7 separate regions of the Mus musculus genome follow, and all the other regions are linked to region 4. Evidence: chromatin contacts called from public ChIA-PET, HiChIP or PLAC-seq and promoter capture Hi-C data. All regions are on one chromosome and are shown on one strand. Each heading gives the region's core, a stretch centred on a gene start, on an enhancer-like site or on the middle of the called end of the contact. The rest is flanking DNA. Distances are from core to core; before and after follow the strand shown.

Region 1 (3,666 bases), core at 108-2,607, 710 kb after region 4:
TAACCCACAGGCTGGTGTTCACTGCGCTTTCCAAACTCCTCTTCATCCTACAGAACCCACTCCAGATGTTCTTTTATCCAGAAAGTCCTCCAGAAACAGGGAAGATCTATTGAAAGTGGAACTGGTATGGCTGTCATATTTGGGACCTCCTAGATACACAAAAGTCCCAGCTCCAAGTGGGAAGTGGGTTCTGATGACACCTGTCACCCCCAATCTCAGTATCCTGATCTGATTGAACTTGTGTAGCCATGTGGTCTCGCCATGAGCAATCACTGCCTAGGGTTTGGAACCCTGATGTCCTAGGCAAGGATGGGGACATAGGGTGTGCGCCCTAGAAGAGGAAGGGAAACCCAGGAACCCCCCAGCCCCAGGTCAGACCAGAGGTTCAACCTGTCCACCTTCTCCATTTATAGAAAACAAAATGGCAGTGGGTGGGAGTTGGGCTCACCTTGATACAGGCGGCTGAGACATGAGGAGGCCAGTTCTAGGTTAGCAGGGCCCGCATTGGGAAGCACTGGATCAAACGGTGCATAAAAAATAGGCCAGGAGCCTATGATGACTCAGCCATTTAGAGCACAAGCTGTTCTTGCGGAACACCCGGGTTCAGCTCCCACACGGGGTCTCACAAGTCCACTTTCCGGGGATTCGATGCCCCATTTCTGGTCATGCAAGCAAAACACCCACACACTTTAGTTAATTTAAAAAGTAGGTCAGCTTGATTTTCTGGCCTTTGCATTTATTGGGCACTTAGTGTTGAGCCCTGTACTCCCATTTGCAAATAAGGAAAATGAAGCTCTTTATATTTTTTAATTAATTAATGTGTATGTGCACACGTGCGTGTGCTTGTGCAGGCTCCCGGCCCAGGCACACGTGTCGAAGTCCGCCTGTTCCTTCTTTCCAATGTGTGGGTTCTGGGTATCGAACCCAGGTCACTAGACTTGGCAGCAAGCATCTTGACCAGCTGTGCCGTCTCGCTGGTCCTCTCAAAGCTCTACTCCACAGAGCTACAGCCAACTCAGCTGTGCCATGCTGTTCCTCGGGAGTCTGATCCCAGCACTCGGTTGGCTGAGACAGGAGAATGACTGTAAGTTTTTGAATACCTTGAGGTCCGTCAGGGGTATCCAGGAGTTTGTTTTGTTAAAGACAAAGAGAGGCCCCGCTCTTTATCCCCAGCTCCCCTGGAATTTGCTGTAATTCTCCTGGCATCCCAGATGTACGCACCAAACCCTGGAGTCCCTCTGGCTTGCTCCGGACGTAGGGTGCAGCTAGTCAATCCCGATCGGCGTGGGGCGGGGCCAGAAGCAGAGGTGGGCGTGGCTGCGCGTGCGTAGACAGTTGCCGCGCGAATTTGAACTGCAGAGGGCGGTGACTCCTATGGGACATGGCCGATACTGCATGCTTGGCTCTGAGGCTGCTAGCAGCACTACGCGAGGAGGAGGCGCGGTGAGGGCGGCCGGGTCCGGGTGCTACCCGACCTTCTGCTCCCCGGGTGGTCAGGAGGTCTGAGGTCTACTGTGCTCGTCCTCCTGCAGGGCTGTGGAGGAGCTGCTGCGCCTCGGAGCGGACCCCAACCTGGTGTTGGACGATGGCGCTGCGGCGGTGCACCTGGCAGCCAGAGCGAGCCACCCGCGCGCCCTGCATTGCCTTCGGATGCTGCTGCGCTGGGGAGCGGATCCCAATGCTCGGTGAGGCGCGGCCCGGGTCCCTGGGTGCGGTAGGCGTGACTTGGGACAGCGGCACTGGACGTCAGGCTCCGGGTCCGAGGCGTCAGTCAGGTCTAAGATGGAAATGTCTGCTTCCAAGGTCGGGTACAAGGTGTCCCATAACTGTCATCTGGCACTCTGGGAGACTGAGGCAAGAGGATGACCGTGAATTAGAGTCTCACATGGTAGTGGGCACCGGTCATCCCAGCACGGGGAACTGAGGCAGGAGGAGCAGGAGTTCATGGCTAGCCTGGGCTATGCGAGACTGCCTAGGAAAGGAACCAACGCCGCACACCTCTCCTCTGTCTTTGGGGATCCCAGGTCCGCGGAGGGGCTGACGCCTGTGCATGTGGCTGCCGCGTGGGGCTGTTGTGGTGCTCTGGAGTTGCTGCTGAGCCGAGGAGGTGACCCCACACTGCGGGACCAGGTCAGTACCCCGCGCAGGCACACATGGGTGGCAGGAGGGTGGGTTAAGGACGCCCCCTGCTGACGGTGACTGCACAGGATGGGCTCAGGCCCTTGGACTGGGCACTACAGCAGCGACACCACAACTGCGCACGAGTGCTGCAGGAGCTGGACACGCCCACCCAGCCTGATGAGACCCGAGAACCCACAGGTGAGAGGAACTGAGGGGGTGTACCGGGCTACCACACTGCCCGGCCCAGTTCTGTTTGTACATCTATCGTGTCAATCACTATCCATGGTCTATCTTATCGGTCACATAACTATCATGCCAATTACCTACCTGTCAGTCATCTCGCACCTATATCATTTATCATGTCTATATCATACCTGTTTATATCTGTGTTATATCTGATTACTTATTTATCCATACATTTATACATCTATATGCAGAGACGTTTCATGTAGCCCAGGGTAGCTTTGAAACTGAAACATGCCAAGGACCTGCCTTAGCAGAGTCTTCTGGAGTTTCTCAAGATTCGGAGTTGCACGTGCATAGAGCTGAGCTGGAGGTGGAGGCTGTAGAGGTGGCTGTGCATCCCCAGAGCTCTGAGGCCACCGAGAACTCAGACTACAGCAGCGATGCTTCGTTTGTCACTGCAGTGGAGGACTCTCTGCAGCCCGGGCGCCCTGGGGGGGCATTGGAGCTAGTGGCTGGCTTGTGGGTAACCCGTGGGGCTGTGTCAGCTGGGAAGGGAGCACCCAACTGCCAGCCGCAGGTCCTGACATTGACTGCAAGGGACACGGACAAACCCGTACTGCCTGGTGATGGGGATCTGGGGGCTTTGCACCCCCACAGTTCGGTGCCCCCCATGTCGGATCTGCAGCTCCTCCAGGCCCTGCGGGCGCTGGGCTATAGCCCTGGACCCGTCACACCTTTCACCAGAGGACACTATCTACGGCGGCTGCAGGAAGCCCAGGCTAGCCGTGGTGAGTCCTTAGGTGGTGGTATTCAGAGTCTGGCTACACTCCAGGAATCCTGCCTTGGCTGTTAGATAAACCACCCTCACCAGCTTTTGTCCTCCACCCTGAATCCGTTTCCCCTCCCCAGCTGATGTAGGGCATAGCCAAGAACTGGCGGAGGCACTAAGGACAGGCACCATCCCTGACTGCCAGGTGGATGAGGAAGCCCTGGCTCAGTGCTTTCAGCGGCTGGATCCCTTGAAGAAGTGGCGGGAAGGCATTACAAAGTCTAGTTTTACGTATCTACTTCTCGACCCCAGGTATGGTGACAGAAAAGCCAGGGGCTGAAATTAGAGGATGACTGTGCAGAGCAAAACTCCGCTCTGCAAGTTCCTTTCTGGTTGGGTAGGGGAAGGGCTACCCCTTGCTGATAGTTTCTGCCTCCATCTCATGGTTTATAAGATCAGACTGTGATCTCAGGTCAGGGTTGTAACATCAAACTCAAAACAACAAAACAAAAAACCCCCAACAAACAGTAGGAATTTGCTCTTGATTCACTGTGTGTACCTAGGGAAGGGATTAGTCTTCTCTGTTTGCC
Region 2 (4,041 bases), core at 430-2,929, 840 kb after region 4:
TCTCCAGCTCCTGGTTCAGCTTCGTGACTTCATCTGCGATGACACAAGCAGAGGGCTGGTCGGTATACTGCTGCTAAGTGAGCAGCCAGAAGGGGGAGAGGGCGGGGACAGCCAGAGCACCCCAAGGGAACACCTGGGATGCATCTAACCACCAAGGCCACACAGCAGCCAGTGTGGTCAGGCAGAGGGGGTGGGGGTGGGGTAATAAGGAGAAAGGAATCAAAGGAAGGCCAGCCTAAGGCCTTCTGCAGGGCTGTAGAAGCACCAGTTTAGAGAACACTTGGGAAACCCAGCAGATCTGTGGCCTCCACCCTCCTGACAACGTTCTTCCTACCCACCCTCTGCTCTCTGCTGACATAAACCCCTACTTCCACTCCCCAAGCTTTATTCCTTCATCCCTGGCACTCTGTCTGTCTCTGGGAAGAAACCAAACTTCCAAGCAGTGGGCTCATGACCCTGCCACCCCTTCATGTGGGTCAGCACCTCTCCCCAAGTCCCAACCTGGAGGCCTAAGCTATTCCCTCCCAGCTCCACTGGACCTCCCCCTCCCCCTGCCCCCCTCTCACTCTCAAGCTCCTTGATGCGGGCCTGCTGCTCCAGGGCTTGAGACACCTTCTTCTCCAGGGACTCCTGAAGGGTCACCTGATCAGAAAAGCGGCACAAACATGGGTTGGCTGTTGTCCTGGCCCCTAGGAAACTTCCAGGCAAAGGCATCTGAGACCTTCTCAAGCAAAGCCCCTTTCAGGTTCCCCTCCAACACTCTCCGTATCCACCCAGTCCTACCAAGGTGTAATCTCCAAAACGGCAATTTTAAGTGCCCACATAGGAGTTTGAAAACTCTTCGTAGTTAACCCCTAGTAGAAAGTTCCAGATATTCTCCTACACAAACACACAGCAGAACCGGGCTTCCCAGACAAGGTCTCTCAGAGACATATTAAAAGTTTCAATAATTTGCTAGGTGTGGTGGCTCATGTTTTTAATACTAGCACTTGAAAGGCAGCATTTGAGGCCAGCCTGGTCTACAGAGTGACTTTTAGGACAGCCGGAGCAATTTAGGAGACCCTGTTTCAAAAAATTCAATCAGGGCTGAGTGATATCCCAGTGAAGCCAAATGCTGGTCCCTAAGTCAGGTTCGAGCTCTCCAACTCAAGCACTCTACACAAAGTTTGGAGAGTCACCAAAGGAAGGGAGGATACTGAGGCCCCTGATTGCAGAGCTGTAGGGAGTTCTAAGGTCTCCCAGGATTTCAGTCTTTAGTAGCTGGCCTTCGAGGTGGGGGTGGGGGACTTGCTTGGCTGTTTCAAAGCCACTGGAGGGGACGGATTCCAGGCTTACCACGGTCAGGTTGCAGGAGTTTGCCTGTGTCTCGGCCTGCAGCAGACTGTCCTGGGTGCGGGTGAGCTGGCGCTGCAACAGGTGCGTGGTGTTCCGGCACTCAGCCTGCGCTCGCAACCCGTCTCTACAGGCCACGCTGTTCGCTGTGACGGCGAAGTAGATTGTCAGGATGACTAAGGTAACCCCGAACAGGACCACCAAGATCGCGGCCCCCAGCCACTGCCGGTGGCTGCCCCATCCTTGCTTCCCCCCCATCTCATCCATGGGCACGGGCAGATAGTGATAGAAAGAGGGCGCCATGTGATCCGTCGATCCTAGAGGGCTCAGGAACCCTTTCCAGGCCACGCCCTTATTAGCATAACCCCGCCCCACCACTGCTTCTAGCAAATAGCAACTTCAGGAGTCCAACGCAATTCTAGAGCCGCCGGGTTGCAAACTGCTAGTGGAGAAACTGCAGCCTTTCAGTTTCATTTTCCTGGAATGCCCCTAGAAGCAAGAGAAACTTCTGGAATTCAACTCAAATTCTTGGCCTTCGCTGGCCAGTCACCTGGTGCCTGTGGGCTTGGGACTCGACTTAACAGTGGCTGTCCGCCGGGCGGTGGTGGCGCACGCCTTTAACCCCAGCACTTGGGAGGCAGAGACAGGCCGGTTGTCGGTTTGGTCTCCTAGAAGGGGAACTAAGACTTCAAGGTTCAGTTGTGGACTGAAGACCAAAGGCCAAGGTTTGAGGTCAGGGGTCTCCATTCACGAAAGGATCGTGGGAGCTATTGAGAATCTGTATATTGAGAATAGTGGCTACAGAGCAGCGGGCAGGAAACCAAGCCTGGCCAGGTAGCAAAGTGTGCCTCCCAGCTCTTGTCCTGGCATCAGGAGCAACCTGGCGGGGAAAACCTGCCTGCGGGAAAACCTCTGTGAACGGGGTAAAAAAGGAGTGTTTCAGTGAGCACCAGGCACTCAGAGAGGGCTTGGCCTGGCTTTGGGCAAAAGTGACATGAAGCATGACCTGGAGTTAGCATAGGGGTTGTCCTTGATTTCCTATCCTTCTGTCTCTGCCTCCCGAGTGCTGGGATGGCAGGTGTGCTCCACTACTCTGGAATCCTCCCTGGCTCCGCTGAATGTCCTGAATGGTACCCACCTCAAAACACTATGGAGTCTTTACTGAGGACACATAGGGCAGACCACATTCAGTCAAGGGGTTCTCTTCAGGACTGAAACTGTGTGGCCAAAGCACTAGTATATGGAGAGATTACGTTTTCTGTCCTTGTGAAGACCAGTTTGCATAGGAGGACTCGGTGTTGTGTTTTATAAAAAGAAAAAGAAGCCAGGGATATGTTTGATGGGGGTGTGGTATGGTGTGGGGGAAGAGGGTGCTTCTGCAGGCCCAGGCTGAGGCCCCCAGGGTACCAGTCACACAATGGGATGTAGAGTATAGAATAGAGTTTATTTAGGGCATGGGGAGGGGAGTTGAGGGCCTAGTAGAGACAGAGAAAGGCAGAGAGAGAGAGAGAGTAGAGGAGTAGAGGCTAGCCGGGAACAGGTAGAGAGAGAGGTGGGAGGGGAATGGGGAGAGAGGAGGAAGAGGGTAAAGGGAGCAAGATCTAGAAGAGGAGAAAAGAGAGGAAGAGGCAAGCAGCCCCTTTTATAGTGAGTCAGGCACACCTGGCTGTTGCCAGGTAACTGTGGGGCGGAGCCTAGATGAAATGCCAATGTTATGCCCAGTTCTCAGGAACCCCAGAACAACATCAGGAATTTCGAGTTTGATGCAAGAACAAAGAGAGTCTTTATTGTTATATGATTGCAAGCCTTCTCTACTCAAAGGTTAAGAATTAGATGCTCTCGTCCTGGGGCTTGGAATATATGTGTATGTATATGTATATGTATATGTATATGTATATGTATATGTATATGTATATGTATATGTATATGTATATGTATATGTATATGTATATGTATATGCACATGCATAAGTTGGGATCCTCAAACTTTGGGATTACCTGACTGGGGAGGTGATAAGGAAGTGCCATCCTTCAAACCTGATTACATCAGTGGGGTGGAACGGTGCAGCTGGAAAGGGACTTTCCTGAGCTGGGAAAAGTAAAAAGAAAAAAGGAAAAATACACTTTCAGAAGCTAGTGCATTTTACAAACTGGTCACAGCTGTCTGGGAACACTTAATTGCTTCTTTCCCAGAGTCCAAGAGTGGGCTTTTTATCACTTCAAGGATATTGGTCCCTGCTTCCTTCAAGGGCAGGAGCCATCTGCACCAGAGAAGCATTGGCTATTAATCAAAGGGAGGGTGAGTCTCGGTGACATGGAGGGTAGGGTATGCTGCTTTTTGTCTGTTCCCAAGGCTGGCATCTGCCCCTCCCCTGGGGAGGTTCTTCAGGGGAAAGGGAGATGTAGACATCCAGCAGCCATGGATGAACTGGGTTTACCTGAAAGCGGGGCTGGAAATTAAAAAGAGATGGGGTGGGGGGAGACAAATGAAGCCAAGCCAAGGTTCTGATCAAGGCTTCAAGTTTAATATTCAGCACTGCGCACGCCTTTAATCCCAGCACTTGGGAGGCAGAGGCAGGTGGATTTCTGAGTTCGAGGCCAACCTGGTCTACAAAGTGAGTTCCAGGACAGCCAGGGCTACACAGAGAAACCCTGTCTCAAAAAACCGAAAAACCAAAAACCAAAAAACAAAACAAAACAAAACAAAAAA
Region 3 (3,807 bases), core at 764-3,263, 980 kb before region 4:
ATTATATGTGAAATTCCAGCACTTGGAAATAGAGGCAAAAGAACCAGGAGTTCAAGGTCATTCTTGCCTACACAATTTCTATCTCAAAAGCACATGCTAATTTAAAGAAAAGTCAGGCTAAAGAGGTGGTATGGTTCAATGGTTAAGAACACAGATGCTGGTCTGGAGAGATGGCTCAGCGGTTAAGAGCACTGACTGCTCTTCCAGAGGTCCTGAGTTCAAATCCCAACAACTACATGGTGGCTCACAGTCATCTATAATGGGATCTGATACACCTCTACTGGTGTGTTTAAAGACAGTGTACTATATACATAAAATAAAAAAATAAATAAATCATAAAAAAAAGAACACAGATGCTATTTCAGAGGTCCAATTCCCAGAGTACACATGACAGCTTACACCCATATGTAACTACAGCTACAGGAGATCTGATGTCCTCTGCTAGCTTCCGCAGGCACTAGGCATACAAGCGGTGCAAACGAAACACCATACATAGGATACAAAAGGATGCATCTCCCTCCCCTGGCCTCAGAAAGGGATGGACACCAAGCACTAGGATGGCACGGCCTGAAACCAGCCTATCATCTGATACCTGTGTGAGCCAAGGATCTAGTCAGGGACGCAGCTTCAATTCAACTGAGTCCCTGTCAGTTCACCAGGACCAGTCAGTCTGCCTTTCATATCATATAGACCACTACAGCCACTTTCAAACCTGACATCCTCGGGCTTCATTCAAAGCTCTCCCCCTGTGGCTCACTAGTCGTGTGTTCTAACTTCTCTCATCAACTGAAACACTGCTTGCATTTCTCTTCGCCAACTTCTGGGACCCTCTGAACTCTGCTGCAGCCTCTTTAACTTATGCTGGTTGTGTAAACAGCATATGTGGATATAATTATATATTTACCGTGTGATATGAAAAAATATTAATAATTAGGATTTGGAAAAATTGAACCTTGGATAGAATATCTTGGAAATATAAAATATCTTGGAAAAATAGCCTTGGCCAGATTACCACCAGAGGCGTGACACCTTTTTACTTTCTATTCAGTAAATTATGAAATTGTGGAAATACACAAACATATTTGTCTGTTTCTGATATAACATCCTCATGACCAGAAGACACAATCAGAAAAATGTCAGTTCCCAGGTTCAATTACAGATTTAAGATAATTCCCACAAAATGCTAAAAAGTTCTTATCAGGTACATAAAAGACATTGCTGAATTTTATATGTAAAATACTTTTAAAAAAACACACAAAATGGTTAGCACAATGTAGACGAACCCACAACACACTCGTAACATTTCCAATCAAATACACAAGACAACACACTGTTTAGGAAGAATAAACAGATCCACAAAAAAAAATTTTTTTTTAAATTAGGAGACAAGCTGACCTTTGATAAAGTAGTACAATCTTTTCTAGAACTGTTTCTGGGACACCATCCGAAAGAAACTCTTGGACAAAGACTCGGAGAATTTCACAAAATTAACTCACACTTGATGCTAGACCTACGAAGCCCACAACGTCTAGACCACAGCGCAGAGAACACAGCAGTCATAAGTGCGACACCAAAAGCACAAACAGGGCGCCAGCACTGGGCGGTGACGTCACCAACCCGGAAGCTACCCCCTGATTAGGAGGAGTCTTCCGCTCCCCGCGCTCTGCGCAGACATGGCTGGAAAAGCGGAAGTGATTAGAGTCCTCCGAGACAAGCACTGGCCAGTGACGGGGCCCACGTCGCCCAGTGGAACGCACAGGGTGTCCGCTCGGCCGGCCGGTCCCACCGCTCCCCCAACCCCGGGAAGGACCTATCACCCCGGCTCACGCGGCTCAGCCGACCGCTCCTCCCCATCCGGGGACAGCGGCCCCGCGCTCACCATGGCGCGGTTGCTGAGCTCGCCTGCGCTCCCCCTACAGCTCCCGGCAGCGGCGATCACACCGCAGCTCACGGGACCACGCGATGCCTGCTTAAGAACAGAATCTGCAGCATGGCGGCGGATAGGACCCACCTCTCGTCTCGTCTGGTGTTCTTGATTGGACATCTTGCCCCGAAGCTTTGATTGGCTAGAGCTGCACCACAAGTCTGATTGACAGGAGTTCCCTAGATGCAGCTGCGTGGATGACTCAATTCCATTGCTCTAATTGGCTAGCATGCCCTGAATGATGAAGCAGTTCCTTTAGGCGCTCTTGAGTGAGTGGCCTGGCCTGAAGGTTCTGATTGGCTAGCACTGCCCTACGAGGGCCTGAGTGACAGGAACAGCTTCGCTTGGTCCTTGTGAATGAATGTCCTGCCCTCAGGGCCCTGATTGGCTAGTGAAATCTGAATGACAGCTCCCATAAGTGGATGAACTGAAATTAAAAGACGTGGACCACACAGACCTTCCCAACTCTGGCTTTCACCCAAGTTCATGCAAGTCTGCTTCAAGACGATCTGATTGAAGCAGGACTTCCTTGTGCATCCCAGAACTTTCACAGCTTGTCTTCTTGCACTCAGTAGGTACTTAAGGTTCTTCCTCTTGGAAGCCTTGTTTTTGTGCACAGTCTATTACATACACTCCCCAAGGCAGTGATCACTTTGCCTCACAACTAGACCAGGGCCCAACCCAACCCCTATCACATCGAAACAAGACTTGATGTCCTCCGGGTTTCAGGAATTTCAGCAAGTCACGCCAAAGATTGCTCAATTATAACAAGTTGCACCTTTTCTTTTTAAGCAGAGAAGCGAACCCATTCCAAGACCAAGGTGGTGTTGCTTTTCCTGCAATCCCAACAAAGGAGGTGGAAGCCAAAGAACCAGGAATTCGGGATATACTTCCTGAAAAACTTCCAGTATCAATCACAGACTACTCCAGGTCAACAGAAGGTATTGAAAGACTCCGAGAGGAGCCCCTCGCTCAGGCCTCAGGACAATAGCGGACACCCAAGAACTCACGACAGACCGAGCTTGTTGCAAACCACATGAGGCTTTATTCGGGGAAAGCCAGAGCTCTGGGGACGACTCATATCCCACGCAGGGGTAGAGGAGTTGTCCTCGAGGGGAAAGAGGTCCCAGTTTTTATAGGCCCTCAGGGGGGAAAGGAGAAGGGGGAGATTAGGGGATTTCCAGATCTAAACAATGTCTATTCTCAAGAAATGGGTATGGGAGGGGTACAAGGAAAGAGTCTAATGAAGGTGCAGCAATGGGCACACACCTGGTCAGAACTTTGGCAGACACACAGGTTCAAGAAGTGGCCAGAGCATTGTGCACCTCTATTTTTCTAAATCAGTGAAGCTAGTTCTGCTAACACTGACGTCTATCTTGCCAATTTCAGGGCTTCTGTGTCCTTTTACATTCTGCCAGGATCTTTCAGTATTTGAAGGAGCCTTACACATTGAAGATGCCTGTATCCACGAGGCCACAGAAATGACCAAACCACACTAGAATAGTGAAGGAAGACAGGAGATAGCTAATTTTTAAATAAGCAGATAGCTAAGGAGAGTGGCTCTGGATCAAATCAAACTGATTAGGAGTTCATCCACTTGGGATCCAAGGATTTACTCCAGATTCTTGCCCAAGAGAAGCTGCCTCATGGTCCATCCATTTGCCTAGGAATTTCATAAGTTCATTCTTTTTTAATAGCTGAGTAGTACTCCATTGTGTAAATGCACCTACACGGCTAACTTCACACATATACCACACATGCACACATGCACGTTCACTAGCCCCATTCCACTGAGGGTCACTCACAACCCACCTGGTAGGCTTGACTGAGCTAACTCCCTCTTGCCCTCTGTGCTGTAGGCCACTACTAACAAGGCCAGGTAG
Region 4 (3,932 bases), core at 544-3,043:
CTGCCACCCACTGACCAGCCGCACTGCATGGCCTCCAGCCCAACCCAGCGCCCCGAGACTTTTTGAATCCCTCCACTCCTTATTGCAGTTGTTTTGAAGGTTTAGTAGGAGTTTTTCCCAGAGGCTAAGGGCACCCCAAGACCAGCAGGTTAAGTTTCTCCAAATAATAAAATTGAAGAATGACTGATGGGGTGTCGAGATGGCTCTGCGGGTAAAGGCTCTTGTTGCTCTTGTTGAGAGCTGACTTGAGTTCACAGGACCCACAGAATGGGAGAGAACAGACTCTGAAAGCTGAGGTCCTTCCCCAGCCTCTCAACAAGCCCTTTTCCTACAGAAATACAATTAAAAAAAAAAAGTCAGTCAGGACAGGCCGCTCCCGCCTTTAATCCCAGCATTCGGGAGTCAGAGGCAGGAGGATCTTTGAGTTCGAGACTAACCTGGTCTACAGAGTGAGCTCCAGGACAGCCAGGGCTACACAGAGAAACCCTGTCTCGAAAAGCAACCAAAAATGTTCAGGTCTTACTATTTCTTTACATTTTCCATGCCACTACAAAATGCTCTCCTTGCCTGATAGGGAAAGTGAGTCTCAACAGAGGTAAAACTTAATTTGGTACGTAAACCTGTCCCCAGTCAGCTCAAACCACCGCCTCCAGAGCGCACGCCCGCCCATCCCCCACCCGCCAAGGCCAAGTCCCAAGGTCAGGGCGGAGCCTCGCGCGCTCCGCCAAGCTCCGTACGGCCCCGGGGAGAGGCAGGCCTGGCGCCGGGGGCTGGCTGGCGTTGGGCCAGCACTAGCTGGCTCAGTCGTTTGGCGGGGGGCGGGGGAGGGGGTGCTGGCTGGGATATGGCTCGCGAAGCGCAAACCCCACGTGTGTGGTGAGGGGAGAGTCCACTCTATCTTTCTGGATGGTCACTTGCCTACAAAAGGGGATAAAACCTGGGTGTGTGGCTCTCTGAGGCAACAACTGGTCAAGGCTCGGGCGGGGGTTTGGGGGGAGGGGGGAGAACCCTCTGAGGCCTCAATGGCCTGGGCGAAGGTCCTGAGGTGCAAAGGAGCTCCAATGGGGTACAGATTGGAGAGGAGTCACAGAGAAGGGATGAGACTCCTCTCTGGTCTTCTAAGGGTTGTGTTGAGTGTGCTGGGACTTGTTGCTCCCACCTCTTCCACCTCCGTTCCCAGCAAGCAGAAAAGCCTGCATCAGGCCTGGTGGCATACTGTACTAATTAAGAGGGTAATTACCAGTCCGGATTCTCATTTGCAGGCTCCACTCTGGGACCCACCTCAGGCTCTAGAAGAGTCAAGAGTAAAAACGTGTACTGCCATGGCTGTCCAGAGGCCTGGCACCCTAGTTCTGTCCTTGGGAGGACAAATGTGTGGTAAATGCCTGTCCTTACAGCACATAGAAGGCAGAAGGATCACTTCTCAAGTCTAGCCTGAGCTACAGAAAAATTCTGTCTCAAAACAAAGGCAAAAACAAAACAAAACAAAAAAAACCCCACAAGCTCACCCCAGAACTTCCATCAGCAGGAGCCCCAGGTCAACCTGGGTTACAGCTTTTGCATAGTGCCCTTTAACTCTAGCACTTAGCAGGTCCACATCTGTAAGTTCCCAGCCAGCCCCAGCTGGAAGGTGAGAGATCCTTGCTCAAAACACAAAGTAAAACTCAACAAACCCAAGACTCAAATCTCATGCTAAGATGAGGTGATGGGCACGTCTTTCACGTTGAGGCAGTGAAATCACCCTCAGTCTTGGTCAGCTAGGGTACAGGGTGTCCTAATAACTGAAACCGAAGCAAGGCACAATGGCATATATTAGTCATCCAGAAGCCTGAGGTGAGATTTTGGGGGGTTCGGGAGGTCATTCTGGGGTACAGAGTGAGATTCTGTTTCAAAACGTCCCAATCCAGGGCCATAGGGTAGGCTTAGAAAGTAAACGTGACTGCACCCAAGTCGGACAGCCAGAGTGCCACACCGGGGAGAACAGACTCCCAACTCTCCTCTGACCTTCCTGGACACACACACACACAAAGCACAGATACCTACACAGACAAACACAGATACACAACCACACAGACAAACACACCAGCATGTAAAATAAAAACCGAGATCTGTAGGCCGAGGTTAAGAGACTCAGGCCTGTTACTGCCACACTTGGGAATATGAAACAGGGGGACTGAAGTTAAGTTCATGAATAGCGGAGTCTAGAGGATGAGATCCTGTCTTGACCCAAAACAAAGATTAAAAAAATTTTTTTTCACCGAGATCAAGAAAAAAACCTACAACTGATGGCTACCCTGGCTGCAGTTGGACTCCACACATCCCATCCTCAGTTTCCCCAAGGAAAAGGCAGGAGGTCAGCTTTTAGGGCGTTCGACTCCACCCTGTGAAACTGACAAGGAGCTAAGTAGTTGTGGGGACTCTCCAAGGGACCCTCCTCTGCCTCCCCCTTCCTGCCCACACCTGCCAGCTCCCAGCCGGAGGAACCCTGGCCGGCGCCCGGCCCCCGAGGGGCGTGCCTTCGGTGGGCGTGACGCGGGGCGTGGCTTCACAGAGGGCCTGGGTTTATGAGGCTCCACACATCACGCCACAGAAGTGCCAGAGACAGGGGAGAGATAGACGCACAGATGAGGTCCAGTTTGAGAAACAGAGAGGCAAGATCTAGAGGGAAGTAAAGAGGGGAGGAAGAGAAAGGGAGGAGAGGCAAGAAACAGCAGGGTAGGGACAGAGCCTGCCCGGCAATCCAAGCTGGGCGTGGTGACCCGGCCAAACCGCGTTCAGCCCCACCCCCATGACGTCAACCCACAATGCAGCGCGTTGTTGTGCCATGTAGCGAGCGTCGCTCTTGGCAACAGCGGCCGCCACCAGGCGAGGGCGTCCCGCTCCCGCCCCTTTATGCAAATCAACGACGTCACCTCGCGCCAATGGCGAGCGGGGGCGGTGAGCTCATCGCGGGGGCCGAGGCTATAAGAGTGCGCGCGGGCGGCGCGGGGCAGAGCGGCCGGCATCGGAGCCGGTCTGTACGGGCAGCGGACTGGGGGGCATACGGGGCCCCCCGGGGAGGCCGCGGCCACTCCCCCCGCCCCGGGGCCGAGCGCGGCGGGGGAAGGTGGGGATGGAAACGCCCTTCTATGGCGAGGAGGCGCTGAGCGGCCTGGCTGCGGGTGCGTCGAGCGTCGCTGGTGCTACTGGGGCCCCCGGCGGTGGTGGCTTCGCGCCCCCGGGCCGCGCTTTCCCCGGGGCGCCCCCGACGAGCAGCATGCTGAAGAAAGACGCGCTGACGCTCAGCCTGGCGGAGCAGGGAGCGGCGGGATTGAAACCAGGGTCGGCCACTGCACCTTCTGCGCTGCGCCCCGACGGCGCCCCCGACGGGCTGCTGGCTTCGCCGGATCTTGGGCTGCTCAAACTCGCGTCGCCGGAGCTGGAGAGGCTGATCATCCAGTCCAACGGGCTGGTGACCACTACCCCGACCAGTACGCAGTTCCTCTACCCGAAGGTGGCAGCTAGCGAGGAGCAGGAGTTCGCCGAAGGCTTCGTCAAGGCGCTGGAGGACCTGCACAAGCAAAGCCAGCTGGGTGCGGCCACCGCGGCCACCTCAGGGGCTCCCGCGCCTCCCGCGCCCGCCGACCTGGCCGCCACCCCCGGGGCCACGGAGACCCCGGTCTACGCCAACCTGAGCAGTTTCGCGGGTGGCGCCGGGCCCCCTGGGGGCGCGGCCACCGTGGCTTTCGCCGCGGAGCCAGTGCCCTTCCCGCCGCCCCCGGGCGCGCTGGGGCCGCCGCCACCTCCGCATCCACCGCGCCTGGCCGCGCTCAAGGACGAGCCGCAGACCGTGCCGGACGTGCCGAGCTTCGGCGACAGCCCTCCGCTGTCGCCCATCGACATGGACACGCAAGAACGCATCAAGGCGGAGCGCAAGAGGCTGCGCAACCGCA
Region 5 (3,561 bases), core at 88-2,587, 810 kb before region 4:
CGATTGAGACACCAAAAGCCACGCTCTGGGTTGGCGTGCACCCTTTCGCCCATTGCAGCTGGTAGCGCCCAGTCGGTGGTGCGCGCCTCCAGTGCCAGTGGTCTCGGGCACACCCGCGCGGGACCATAGTAGAATCGAATGGCGGCCAGGCTCTCGAAGTCGCCATCTCCTCCCGGGTGATCCACGTTGAACCACGACGTCCACTCGCTGGCCTCTGTGAGCATCGCACGCTGAGCCCGGGTCCCACCTCCCTAGTCTCTCCAGCTTGGAGCCTTGAGGCCCAAGGAGCTGTGATGTCCAAGGACTCCTCATTCTCCCTACCCTCCCCACTGACCCCACCAGGCCCAGATCACACAGGCGGGTTGCTGAGGTGACTCACCCTCCCAATCTTCCAGGGCTGGCGAGGGCTGGCCGGTATCTGGCGGCCGTCCCTGAAGACCCCTGGCGGTTGAAGTGTGCTCCTCGGTGGGGGTGGCATCTGTGGGAGTTCGAGGAGGCACAAGATAGGGACCACTGAGACCCCTCTTTTGGTGCAACAGGGGGAACATTGACTACCACATTTCACGGGATATAAAACTGAGGATCTGAGAGGCCAGCTCTAGCCCCGGGGACTGCAGCAGCACCCACTCCAGGAAGCCTTCCCATTACTAGCAGCGGACCCTGAAGCCCTGTCACTCCGCAGATCTGGCGACTCTATGTCCCACTACACCTCTAGGCTCAAATGTTCATCAAACACAAGTCGAGTGTATTAGGCTCTGCCTCTACCCGCAGACCGCTGCAGTCTCTTCCTGGAAGTCCCCTCCTGCCATATACTCTCCCGGGTCTTTCTAGGTGGGACGCAAGGTGCCAACAGGTAAGTCCTTGGTTTCTCTGGCCTTCCATCTTTCCGGGGTGGAATAGGAAGGCAGACAGGTTCAGACAAACCCCTTCTTCCTGGAGCCCCAGCCTTCTGAGAAATAGGACTGTCACCAGCCCCGCGGAGAGACAGCTACGACCCCTTGGCACAGATTTGGAAACCTGATGATTTACAATTCAAAGCCTTGGCCAAGTGGACCTTCCTGGGACGACGATGGAAGAGGTTTCTTTCACCGGCTCTCTGGGACGCTCATGAGGTGCTCCCCCGCCCGCTTCTGTGCCTGCGGCTGTCGTCCTGGTGTGTTTGTTTGTGTGTGTGTGTGTGTGTGTGTGTGTGTGTGTGTGTGTGTGTAGGGGGTGGTTCCCAAGGTATCTCACCTCGCGCTCCCGCTAGGTGTAAGGCGGCAAGGCAGAGATAGAGCAAGGGCAGAGGTGATGCCATCGCCAGGTCCGAACTGCTCTGCGAAGCTCTGAGATCTGACTGTGGCGGGCCTAGCCGCTGCTTGGACCTAAAAGGGCGGAACGGGCCACAAGCCACGCCCCCGCACACCAGACTGGGTCTTCTAAGCCTCCCGCGGTACCTCCGCCCTTAGACTGCCCTTGCCCGGTGTCCTGCGTTCCCCCCTCCTTCTCCAACTGGGTCCCGTGCTGTGTGCCTGGCTCCCTCTGGTCTGAAACTTGAAGCTGCTGGCGCCCTAGGATGCTGGACGTTCTCTATATTGTTAAACTTCGGTCCTAAGTACTGGAGGCCACCCCCCAGCAGGGGTCTGCTCTCCATTCTAAGAAACTCCACGGCGCAGCTCCTCCCCACAAACCCGGAGGGAAGTCTCCTCTCCACCCGCCCACCCCCTGGCCTGGTACACAAAAGAGGCAGGGGAGAGGTGGTGGAGATGTTTATTGGTGCGGTTCACAGTGAGGCCACGCAGTCGGTGCCAGTATATTTTGGCAGGTGCAGGCCAAACTTTCGGCGGACGTCATCAGGCACGAACCTGCCGGCTACAAAGTGGAGACGTCCGGAGAAGCGGCCGGCGCAGCTCTTGGGCGCTGCAAGGGACACCAGCACATCGGGCTGCACCGCGTCCTTTGCGTCTCCGCCAGCCTCCGCATCCCAGCCTGAGGGCGGAAGAGGGGGAGCTGAGGACCTCCGGCCCGGGACCAAGTCTGCTCTGCCTCCCTCCACGCACGCGGGTAGCGGTCAGACCTGCTAACCGCAAACCGCCTCCACCCTCCGACTACACCATTTCCACTGCTAGTCTGCCAAGACCCAGCCTCTGCCTTGAGCCGTGTCTCCTTCCGCAGAGGTTAGGAACCGCGCCTTGCTTAAATCAGACCTTCCTCACCCACCTCGGGTCTGACCTCAGCCTCTCTACCCCACCCTGTACTGTGACCCGAGACCCCCCTCCTTCTAAACTGTGCCCCCACATCCCTATCGTATTTGATTTCCCCCTCCGACCTGAGACATCTTGGTTCTCTGACCCACCTCGTGGTACTTTTGTTAGGACTCTGCCCTCTCCCCAAACCACCAGGAGTTTCGGTTCCACCCAGTCCACGAACCAGCAACCAGGACTTCTCTCCTGCCTCAGGCACTAACCAGAGCCACCGGCTCCTCTCTCTGATTAGAGGCTTCCAACTGCAGAATCCCTCACTTTTCCGGGACCACCTACTGTATCCCCCTAGGACTAGATATGCCTCGGCTTTGGTCGGGGATTGTCCTGGAGCAGTGTAGCTAGGGGACACCCCCACGCAGTCCCCACGAGAGGCTGAGCGCTGTTTGTCCTTAGCAGCTCTGGCCTGGCAGGCGTGGCCTCTGCCGAGTGAGCTCACAGGACTGGTGGTGGGTGGTGCCCGTGGAGCTGAGCACTCGGACCAAGGGGACACGGAGTCACTTGGGACAGCCACTTGTATCGCTCCCATCCTCAGGGCGGGTGTGAAATACGATGGGGGCAGACGCGGAAACCGAGGTTGAAAGAGTTGGACAAGGAAAACCGAGTTGGGGGAGGGGGGTGCAGAGGGGTAGAATTTAGGATGGATGGAAAAAAACAGGCTAGGGTAACCAGGCTGTCCCTGGGTGGCGTGCCTGAGGGGACGTCCAGGCTCACAAGCGGGATGGAGAGTCGCTTCAGCGTGGCCAGCGCGCGCGCGCAGTGCCCGCCTGCTTCAGCCAGCCGCACTCCCGGCCCAAGCACTGCGTCCACCACCAGCCCGTACGCGTCGTCGATGAGCCGCACCTGGGGAGAGGGGCAGTGTCAGGGGCTGGGCTCAGACGGGCCAGGGCAGGGGCAGAGTGGGTGCATCTGACCTCGGCAGGCAGGAAGGACAGGAAGGGGATGTCCATCTTCTCGCACTGCGTGGTCAGGTCACGGTGCAGCGCGTCGGCCGAACGCGCGGGGCAGAAGATGCTGGGCTGGTATTCCTGGGAGGCAGGGGGTGGGGGGACCCGGGTTCGATGATGGAGGCGGGAAGAAGTTCCCCTCCTGTCCCAGCGGGACCCCAGTCCCACTTCTGTCCCCCACATCACGGCCCTGTTACTCACGAACACCCGCAGGTGCCGGGCACACGCCAGCCCCACGGCGCCATTCTGCTCCGGGCCGCACACAACCAGCACTGTCCTCTGCTTCCGCGACAGCGAGGGCAAGGGGAAGGCCTAAGACATAGCAAAGCAGGGCGGCTAGATGGAGGCGGGTTCTGGGGCAGAAGGACGAGGCC
Region 6 (3,834 bases), core at 540-3,039, 770 kb after region 4:
AGCCGTCACTGGACTCGACACTCTCCAGTGGCCGCACGGCGTTAGGGGGAGTCCCCAGCAGGCAGCAGAAAAAGCCATCTGTCACCCCAGTCAGCATGGTGTGTTCTGGAGAGAGGAACAGTGGCTAGCTCAGTGTTGGTGGCTCTGGTCTTGCATCGGGTAAGCAGGACCTGGAAGCCCCTTCCAGGTTTCCCCAGACACCCCAATGCCAGACAAGTTCTCAGGGTGTCCCTTAGTACAATACTGAAGAGAGCATGGGGGAGGGGGGCTTCCAGAAGGAGAAAACATTAAAGCAAGAGCCCATTGCAAGGAGACCCTTGCCCCACCAGCTGGAGTTTATCATTTATTCACAAATCCGTATCTTTATGTACAAATTCATCCACACACTGATTTATGCAAGCATGGATGCAAGCTGGTTTGCATGCTTACTTTTGAGAAAGAAACTCATGTAGCCCAGGCTGGCTTGGAAATCCTCATGCTGCCCAGACTGACCTTGCTCTGCCTTCCACCTCCGGAGTTGTAGCAGGTTGAGCATACAGGTGTTCCTAAGACCAAAGGGAACCTCGAACTCCCACAGTCCTCCTGCCTCTACCTTCCCAAGTGTTGGGGTGACAGATGTGCATCAACATGATGCCATTGGTTTGTTTTTGAAACAAGGTCTCATTCTGTCGTCCTGGGCTGTACACTGGTCTCAAACTCCTTGCAATCCTCCTGCCTCCACCTCTGCCAGTACTAGAATGACTAGTGTGAACCCCGATCACTGCCAACCTTTTACACGGGGTTTCATTCTGTAGTCCATGCTGGCCTCAACCTTGTGCCCAAGCTCCTGGGTGGTGAGATGACAGCCCATAAAGCCTGGCTCTTATTCTAAAATGTCAAAGTTCTTAGCTCAGGCCTCTAGTGTTAATCTGACTAGTGACGAATGAGGCGGGGGAAGGATGTTGGCCACTAGAACTCGGGTTGTATCCGGCTCCAGGTTCAGAAGAGAGCTAGAGCTGACTTGCACAGTATCGAGAACTGATGGAGGTTGCTGCCCTCAGCATCCTGTGTTCAAAGGGTACACAACCCTAGTGGCAGCCAGGAAGATAAAGGCAGAACCTGACTGGGGGCTCTGGGCCTCCATCCGGTTCCCTTGGCCACCCCCCCCGGTGTCCATGACAACCACAGGCGGTTACATAACTCCAGGGGATACCGGAGCAGCACACCCCCATTGTCTGAGGCATAGGGATGGGGCCAGCTTCGTTTTTCCATCACGGCCTGGGCGCCGCTGGAGTGATGGTCATTAAATACCCCGCTCGTGATAGCCCCGGATGCACTTGAGGGGAAAGCAGGCCTTGCTCCTCATTTCTAAGGCTGTGGAACCCCGACTGTGGCGGCTTCTCTAAAGCGCAGCGCCAGTCCTGTTTCCCAGCCCGACCCGCTTTTCCCTGGAGTTCGTCACCCCCGCGGTGGGGTCAAGGCTACCGGGGTTCCGCAGCATCCTAGCAGTACGAATGCGGAGCTTGGCGGTTATCCACCCCCGGCAGCGACACCCCCCACCCCTCAGTGGAGGCCTGGCAGCCTGGTGACTCCTCTCTCGGGGAACAGAGCCAGCTCACCTGAGGTCATCGAGGGGCCCGGGGCCCGAGGCAGGACGCAGGGGTCCCGGGCGGAGAAGCCAGCGTCCACCTGCAGGTGCCGCTTACATGGTGGTGCGGGGTTGGCCGCATTAGCGCGGACAGGCGCGGGCCCGGACGGTCAACGCAGGGGCATCCCGCAGCCGCGTAGCAAACCGGCCCTGTAAGTCCCACCCAGCGTGGGCGGGGCCTGGAGCAGATGGGCAGGCATCTCGGCCTATGGCAGCGGCGAGCCGTCTGGCCTAGATAACCGTCCAACCAGAGGCTTCTCTTCCCAGGATCAGCGCGCGGTCTGCAAGCAGCAGCCCCACCCCTGTGAAGAGTTTGGGGGGAATGAGGGAGGGATGGGCTAGAGCCTGGACCGAGAAGGGCTTGCAGTCGAGGGACAGCGAGTAGCTTGGGGGTGTGGTGGATGTGCTCTGTCTGGGACAGGGTCTCCTCAGCCAGCTTCTGCCTCCCGCAAGGCGGTATGCCCTCTGTCTCTTGACCTTCTCGTTCTGCACACTTCCAAATCTCTACACTTTCAGGTCGGGAAACAGACAAAACATCAAGGCAGGCATTTGAACCAGAGGCTGTGTCAGAAGTGTCAGAGCTGCTGCAGAACTAGCGAATGGGAATTGCATCCTAGTGATGGGGTCTCTGCTACACCAAGACTGAGCCCCAGGCTAACCTTCCCACCCTGGCGCGCTGTTCGCTCATGGGCTCAAGGTGCAGCCCAAACACTTGTCGCCATCCCTTCTACACACCTTCTACATACAATAAGTACTCAACACATCGCCTCAATTATTTGTAGGCACAACTAGCCATTTTACCATTTAGTTCATGGTAAGGACCATGAACTTCAGAAATGCTGGTGTGTACGGCTTCCTGTGGCTGCTGGCACGGCTGTCTGGACATCTTCTTTAAACAGTGGAGAGCTATGGAAGGTGTGTGAACAGGAGTCCAGATCTGAGCTGCGGGAAGAAAATTCCCCCAGGCCAGCCTGAAGGATTAAACTAACCAGAGCAAATTCACAACGCACGAGTTTTCGAGATTATGAAGAGCTGGAACTCAAGGACATCCGGGCCGCGCGCCAAGAGAAGTCTTGGCTGCGGGCGCCAAGAAGCTGCCAGCCCGCTGCGTGCCAGCTGCCCGTCTTCAATGAGGGCGGGTGAAAAGGCCAGCAGCCAGTTCTCCAGACTGCTGCCAGAGTCGTCACCACCACTCTGGGGCGCCCTCTACCAGTGGCCGAGGCGAAGAACTACAACTCCCAGAAGGCCAGGGGGACAGAATGTCATACGCACACGCAGGAGTTTACATTCGTTCGCCCTCTCCTGGTCATTTTGGAGAACTACATGCCACTGAGGACAGACATCCCCCAACCCCCACCCCACTATCGTCACCTGCAGGTGTGGAACTACAGCTCCCGGAAGGCCCCGCGGCAACAAGAACTACATTTCCCAGAAGGCATTGTCAAGGAGCCCAGAGTGTAGGAACTGGCATTGACCCGGACGACCGGACCATTGACCCGCCGCTGGATATGGCTTTCCTAGCCCGGTGCTTTGGGTGCCAGGCCTGCAGATCGGTGGCCCTATTGAGTGGCAGGTGAGTGTTCAGAGATACCCTGCTCCAGAATGGAAACAAGGGTGGTCTCTATAGACTACCATGCGTACTTATGTAGCGCCTTTTGTAAACAAGCTCTTTTGTTGCCCTGCCCATTACAAAGGCGGCTCAGAAAGTCATACAGCGTACATTCTCTGAGATTCACGGTTCCTCTGGTCCCACAGGTATCTCCAGTCCAGAGTCTGGATGGGGCTCCCGGACTCCTGGCCTCTCCTCTCCCTGCAGCAGGCTCGCGGCCGCGCGCGCGGAAACGAGTATCAGCCGAGCAACATCAAGCGCAAGCACAAGCACGGCTGGGTCCGTCGGCTGAGCACGCCTGCCGGCGTGCAGGTCATCCTCCGTCGCATGCTGAAGGGCCGCAAGTCCCTGAGCCACTGAGGAGCGCAACGTCGCAGGGAATAGACTCAGACGCCGGTAGAGTTGCCCGAGGGCGAGAAGTTGGGGCAAGCTGAAAGTGGGGGTCTGTCCCTTCGTAGGTTTTTAGACGCATCCCCCGTCGACGGCTGCTTACCAACCACCAGCACCTGCGATACCTCATCCATTTCTGTGAATATATTTGAAGGCATCTTTGCAAGACGGGGTCATTAAAACACAGACACCACCCCTACGTTTCCAG
Region 7 (4,031 bases), core at 1,467-3,966, 970 kb after region 4:
GACGGGCAGGTTCAACTCTGGTACTATTCAAGTTTCAAGACAAATTTATACCCACACCCCAGCTCTCTCTCTCTCTCTCTCTCTCTCTCTCTCTCTCTCTCTCTCATAGTGATTGTTTGTGTTTGTAGATCTTTTTCTTTTTCTTTTTTTTCTATCTTTGGAGACAGGGTTTCTCTCCATAGCCCCAGCTGTCTTGGAACTCACTCTGTAGACTAGGCTGGCCTCAAACTCAGAGAGATCCACCTGCCTCTGTCTCCCAGGTACTAGGATTAAGGTGTATACCACCATGCCCGGTTAAAATATATCTTTTTTTTTTTTTAAATGGAGGAAAGAGCTGTAAGCTAGCTACTATGAAAAAACTAAAACCTGAGTCAGATCCCCTAGAGAGTCAGACTGGATTTGTCTTTTGTAACCGCAGCTCTAGGGAAGCAGGAACAAATGGATCCTGGGATCCCCTGGCCAGCCAATCTGTGTGCTCAGTTTCAGTAAGAGAGTCTGTCTCAACAAAGTGGGAGATGCCTCAGCAGACTTCTTGCCACCAAACCTAATGGCCGAGGCATCTGGGATCTACACAGTGGAGGAGGGAGAGAGCAGACACCCCAAATTGTTTTTTTGACCTCCTCATACCTACATACAGTCAGGTGAGATCACAGGTCTAAGATGTACGTAGTGTATCTGCCTGTGACCAAGTGTGTTTCAGGAGGTGTGGTCAAGTATGTGCCTGTGTTGAGATGGGAAGGGATATTTTTTCCTACATTTTCCTCTGTATGTGTGACAAGGCTTGTTTAGCCCCGGCTGGCCTCAACTCCTGAGTCCCTGCCGATGCCTCCCAAGTTCTGAGGTGATTGGCATGTGCTGACAGGTTTGATGTATGCAGTGCTGGGGATGAAACACAGGCCTTTGTGCATCCTGGGCATCACTGTTTGAACTGAGCTATGAGCACTGTACCAACTGAGCTGCAAGCACTATACCAACCGAGTTATGAGCACTGTACCAACTGAGCTATGAGCACTGTAGCAAGCACTATGCATACTGAGCCTCAGCTCCTGCCTATCTATGTGTATATACTAAACGTTCCTTAGCATCCTGTGTGTACAATCTAGATCTGTATCTGCAACATGGAAGCTTCCATTGCAGAGGAGCCTGGAGCCCCCATATATCCAATGGCAGCCCTAGCCATAAAGCGTCCGTGGGGAGGGTCGTGGGTGGTTGGAATGAAGGTGTTCCCTGACTGTGAGGGTGAGTTCAGGTCCACTGGACACCTCCAGGCCCAGCTTTACCACGCCCAGCGCCCCACTCAGGCCCCACCTGCACCTCCCTACCTCTCTGCCTGTTTCCTCTCCCCAGAGCCCTACCCTTCATTCCCTGTTCTGCCCACCATGGTATCCAGGGAATTCAGTACAAATGTCTCCTGGGCCTGGCTTTCTGGAAGCCTCCTTTCTTAGGCTGCACGCCCTCCACCCCCACAGCTGAGCCTCCGGTTTGCGTCAGAGTTGGGGTGACGCGCCCCCCCCCCCCCGCCCCAGGAGGCAGGATGGGAGGACACGGGATTCAGGGAGCTCCCGAGGTGAGGATCCCCTTCACGTTCAGCTCCGCTTACTTCCCAGGTCTGGAAGCCGCGGATACCCAGTAATCCTGGGCAGTCGGAACCTTCGAGGCACAGGGTCAGAGAAAAGAGTTCCTGCTCCTTTAAGAACACCCGCGTCCAACAGACTAGAGCGATGCACCGCGGGGCGCGGGCGGGCTGGGCCGGGTTTGTGAATGGAGCAGCGAGCGGAGGGGGAGGGGGGGACAGGGAGGGGGAGGGGCAGAGGGGCGGGGCCATCTAGGGCTACACAGCCGCGGAGCTCAAATCCGCACACCGCCGCCCAGGTCTCCCGCCGCCTGGGTTCTGAGGGGATGGAGACTCGCCCTCTTCCTTACACAGCTTCCTGGAGGTGGGAAGGGGAAAGGGAGTAGGGGGTTCACCCCCCACCCTCCAAACCTAGAGCTCACAACGGTATCGGCACGCATCGCTACATGGCCAGTCGGTCGCCCAAGGTCTCCCGCTGTAGAGTTACCTGGCAGCCGTGCCTAGCCCCACCCGGAACTTCGAGGGGTGCAGGGGTCACACCTCTCCCGTTATTCCCTCCCTACTCTCCAAATGCGGAGCGTGGGCCTGGGCGTGGGCCTCGGTGCAGATGGCGTTTTGGCCCCAAAATAGCTGCTCCCCCACATCTCCTTCCCTTCCTCCAGCCCTAGGGGTGAGGCGAAGAGGGAGCCACGAGCTTCCGCGGAGCCTGCTGCACTGTTTAGGGCATACTGGGGATCGGAGAGGTTGCTCCTACGCTCAGTCCGGGCCCATTACCCCTAAACGCCCCACCCTCGCGCGCACGGTCCGCCGTCTCCTCAGCCCCAACCAGGGCCTATAAACCGTCTACACAGGCGCCCCGAGTCCCTCATCCACTCGTGTGAGTGACAGGAAGAGCACCTAGGGCTGATCCAAGTGCGCCCTGAAGCGCGCACCGGGGGTCCCCCTGCTGTGCAGCCCGACTCGGCTCATCCACGCACACCCCGCACTTTTCCCGCGTCCACGCAGAACCTACCTCCCACGCACAGCAGAGACATGACTCCAGGCGGCTAGAGCGCGGCGGGTGCAGCGCGGGGCTCAGGGCTTATGCCGGGGCCCGGCCGCCGGCCATGTCGCTTCAGCACCGGGGGCGCGGACAGCGCCTGACGCGCTCTGACGCTGCGGCGTGGGCGGAGCCGGAGACGCGTGACGGGGCGGGGCCGGGCAGACGCCTTAAAGGGCTCGTAAACTGCGGGGAGTCCAGGCCAGGTCGTATCTGTTTCAAAGCCCTTTGCTTTCTGGCTCAGCCTCGATGAGTATTTCTGTCCGTGCTCCACCTACCTAGGTCTCCACGTTTCTATTTCCTCTCTGAGCCACCTAACCTGTGCTCTTGTTTTACATTCTCCTGGGTAACAGAACTGCTATTTGCTGTCAATTCCCCATCTTCAGTGCCGCAGGAAGCTGTTTGTTTATTGGTTTTTTTGTTTGTTTTTTAATCCGGGTACTGACACTTGCGAGACATGTGCCTTACCTTCCCCGTATGAGGCATATACTCTACCACAGGCACATATCTCTGCCCATTTTATAACTTTACTTCTTGCGGGCCATGGACGTAATAGATCTCTGCGAGTCTGTGGCCATCCTAGTCTGCATAGTGAGATTCTATCTCTAAAAACCAAAACAAACAAAAAACACACGTTTATTGGGTCTGGAGAGCTGCCCAGAGGTTAAGAGCACCAGCTGGTCTTCCAGAGACCCCAGCCTTCTGTTCCTCGCACCCACATGGTAGCTCCCAACCATCCACAGACATGCACAGAAAGCAAAATAAATCTAAAATTTTTTTTATACATTACATTGTTTATGTGTGTAGAAATGAGGCACACACATATCACAGCGCCCATGGAGATCAGAAGGCAACTTTCCAGACTTGATTCTCTTTCCACTATGTGGGTTCCAGGAATAGAATTCATGGCTTCAGGCTTGGCAGGAGGAGCTCACTGGGATATTGTGCAGAGCTTCTTGATTTTTTTCCATGTGTGGAATGTGTGTGTGTGTGTGTGTGTAAGACAGAGTTTGCATGTGCCTGTGTGTGCATGTGAGTATGTTTGTGTGTGTCCATGTGTCTGTGTGTGTGAGTGTGTCTGTATGTGTCTATGTGAGTGTGTTTGTGCTTGTGTGTCTGTGTCTGTATAAGTGTGTGTGTATGAGTGTGTCTGTATGTGTTTATGTCTGAGTGTGTGTTTGTGTATCTGTGTGTCTGAGTGTATGTGTCTGTATCTGATAGTGTGTGTGTATGTGAGTGTGTCTGAGCACACACACCTGTGCATGTAAGCCCAGTGAACAACCCTGGATGCTGTTCCTCATGCACAGGTCACTTATTCATCATTGTAGCTGTTGGTAGCAGTGTCTTACTGGCCCTAAGCTCACAGCTTAGACTGGCAGCTCCTGGAGAAGGGCCTGGAGGTATGTATCAGCAGCTCCT

What was found. Promoter capture Hi-C pulls out the DNA fragments that hold promoters and counts their contacts. ChIA-PET counts read pairs in DNA pulled down with a chosen protein or histone mark. HiChIP or PLAC-seq counts read pairs in DNA pulled down with a chosen protein or histone mark.
Region 1: a contact with region 4 is called in an H3K27ac HiChIP or PLAC-seq map of embryonic stem cells, with 6 read pairs. The contact joins the promoter of Ankle1 here to the promoter of Jund in region 4. A contact is called at or near these places in 6 of 39 promoter capture datasets (the 3T3-L1 cell line, cranial neural crest, hippocampal neurons and 3 more) and 5 of 115 datasets of contacts at active chromatin or transcription factors (embryonic stem cells, memory CD8 T cells and pancreatic cancer cells).
Region 2: a contact with region 4 is called in an H3K27ac HiChIP or PLAC-seq map of embryonic stem cells, with 3 times the contacts expected there. The contact joins the promoter of Bst2 here to the promoter of Jund in region 4. A contact is called at or near these places in 3 of 39 promoter capture datasets (embryonic stem cells, pre-B cells and second pharyngeal arch cranial neural crest), 3 of 115 datasets of contacts at active chromatin or transcription factors (embryonic stem cells and pancreatic cancer cells) and 1 of 9 other capture datasets (embryonic stem cells).
Region 3: a contact with region 4 is called in an RNA polymerase II ChIA-PET map of memory CD8 T cells, with 9 read pairs. The contact joins the promoter of Zfp869 here to the promoter of Jund in region 4. A contact is called at or near these places in 1 of 39 promoter capture datasets (pre-B cells) and 2 of 115 datasets of contacts at active chromatin or transcription factors (bone marrow-derived macrophages and memory CD8 T cells).
Region 5: a contact with region 4 is called in an H3K27ac HiChIP or PLAC-seq map of double positive thymocytes, with 4 times the contacts expected there. The contact joins the promoter of Cilp2 here to the promoter of Jund in region 4. A contact is called at or near these places in 2 of 115 datasets of contacts at active chromatin or transcription factors (double positive thymocytes and memory CD8 T cells).
Region 6: a contact with region 4 is called in a promoter capture Hi-C map of pre-B cells, with 3 times the contacts expected there. The contact joins the promoter of Abhd8 here to the promoter of Jund in region 4. A contact is called at or near these places in 3 of 39 promoter capture datasets (hippocampal neurons, neural stem cells and pre-B cells), 1 of 484 Hi-C or Micro-C datasets (CD4 T cells) and 5 of 115 datasets of contacts at active chromatin or transcription factors (astrocytes, bone marrow-derived macrophages, effector CD8 T cells and 2 more).
Region 7: a contact with region 4 is called in an H3K27ac HiChIP or PLAC-seq map of thymic regulatory T cells, with 6 times the contacts expected there. The contact joins the promoter of Unc13a here to the promoter of Jund in region 4. A contact is called at or near these places in 2 of 39 promoter capture datasets (embryonic stem cells and hippocampal neurons), 1 of 484 Hi-C or Micro-C datasets (embryonic stem cells) and 3 of 115 datasets of contacts at active chromatin or transcription factors (embryonic stem cells, pancreatic cancer cells and thymic regulatory T cells).

Annotation. Positions count from the first base shown.
Region 1 is chr8:71,404,655-71,408,320 of GRCm38.p6, forward strand. It overlaps Ankle1 (ankyrin repeat and LEM domain containing 1), which reads left to right and starts at 1,358. Exons shown (of 9, transcript NM_172756.3): 1 at 1,358-1,443; 2 at 1,533-1,685; 3 at 2,025-2,130; 4 at 2,208-2,319; 5 at 2,559-3,095; 6 at 3,217-3,388. The coding sequence starts at 1,382. It overlaps Babam1 (BRISC and BRCA1 A complex member 1), which reads left to right. Exons shown (of 9, transcript NM_026636.2): 9 at 1-118. Gm39193 (a long non-coding RNA gene) reads right to left here and starts at 1,357. Exons shown (of 2, transcript XR_870504.2): 1 at 1,222-1,357; 2 at 694-1,065.
Region 2 is chr8:71,535,793-71,539,833 of GRCm38.p6, forward strand. Bst2 (bone marrow stromal cell antigen 2) reads right to left here and starts at 1,680. Exons shown (of 5, transcript NM_198095.3): 1 at 1,336-1,680; 2 at 567-642; 3 at 1-33. The coding sequence starts at 1,635.
Region 3 is chr8:69,714,889-69,718,695 of GRCm38.p6, forward strand. Zfp869 (zinc finger protein 869) reads right to left here and starts at 2,014. Exons shown (of 5, transcript NM_001039965.1): 1 at 1,880-2,014. Gm51532 (a long non-coding RNA gene) reads left to right here and starts at 2,219. Exons shown (of 2, transcript XR_003947396.1): 1 at 2,219-2,865.
Region 4 is chr8:70,695,946-70,699,877 of GRCm38.p6, forward strand. Jund (jun D proto-oncogene) reads left to right here and starts at 1,794. Exons shown (of 1, transcript NM_010592.5): 1 at 1,794-3,932. The coding sequence starts at 3,113.
Region 5 is chr8:69,886,055-69,889,615 of GRCm38.p6, forward strand. It overlaps Cilp2 (cartilage intermediate layer protein 2), which reads right to left and starts at 1,338. Exons shown (of 8, transcript NM_026818.2): 1 at 1,234-1,338; 2 at 380-478; 3 at 1-214. The coding sequence starts at 1,297. It overlaps Yjefn3 (YjeF N-terminal domain containing 3), which reads right to left. Exons shown (of 6, transcript NM_001353930.2): 3 at 3,389-3,499; 4 at 3,155-3,268; 5 at 2,933-3,083; 6 at 1,734-1,968. The coding sequence ends at 1,763. It overlaps Gm33746 (a long non-coding RNA gene), which reads left to right. Exons shown (of 3, transcript XR_379069.4): 1 at 1-216; 2 at 540-853; 3 at 940-2,330.
Region 6 is chr8:71,461,868-71,465,701 of GRCm38.p6, forward strand. It overlaps Abhd8 (abhydrolase domain containing 8), which reads right to left and starts at 1,790. Exons shown (of 5, transcript NM_022419.3): 1 at 1,599-1,790; 2 at 1-105. The coding sequence starts at 1,608. Mrpl34 (mitochondrial ribosomal protein L34) reads left to right here and starts at 3,059. Exons shown (of 2, transcript NM_053162.2): 1 at 3,059-3,200; 2 at 3,383-3,834. The coding sequence starts at 3,136. The coding sequence ends at 3,596.
Region 7 is chr8:71,669,041-71,673,071 of GRCm38.p6, forward strand. Unc13a (unc-13 homolog A) reads right to left here and starts at 2,717. Exons shown (of 44, transcript NM_001029873.2): 1 at 2,586-2,717. The coding sequence starts at 2,607.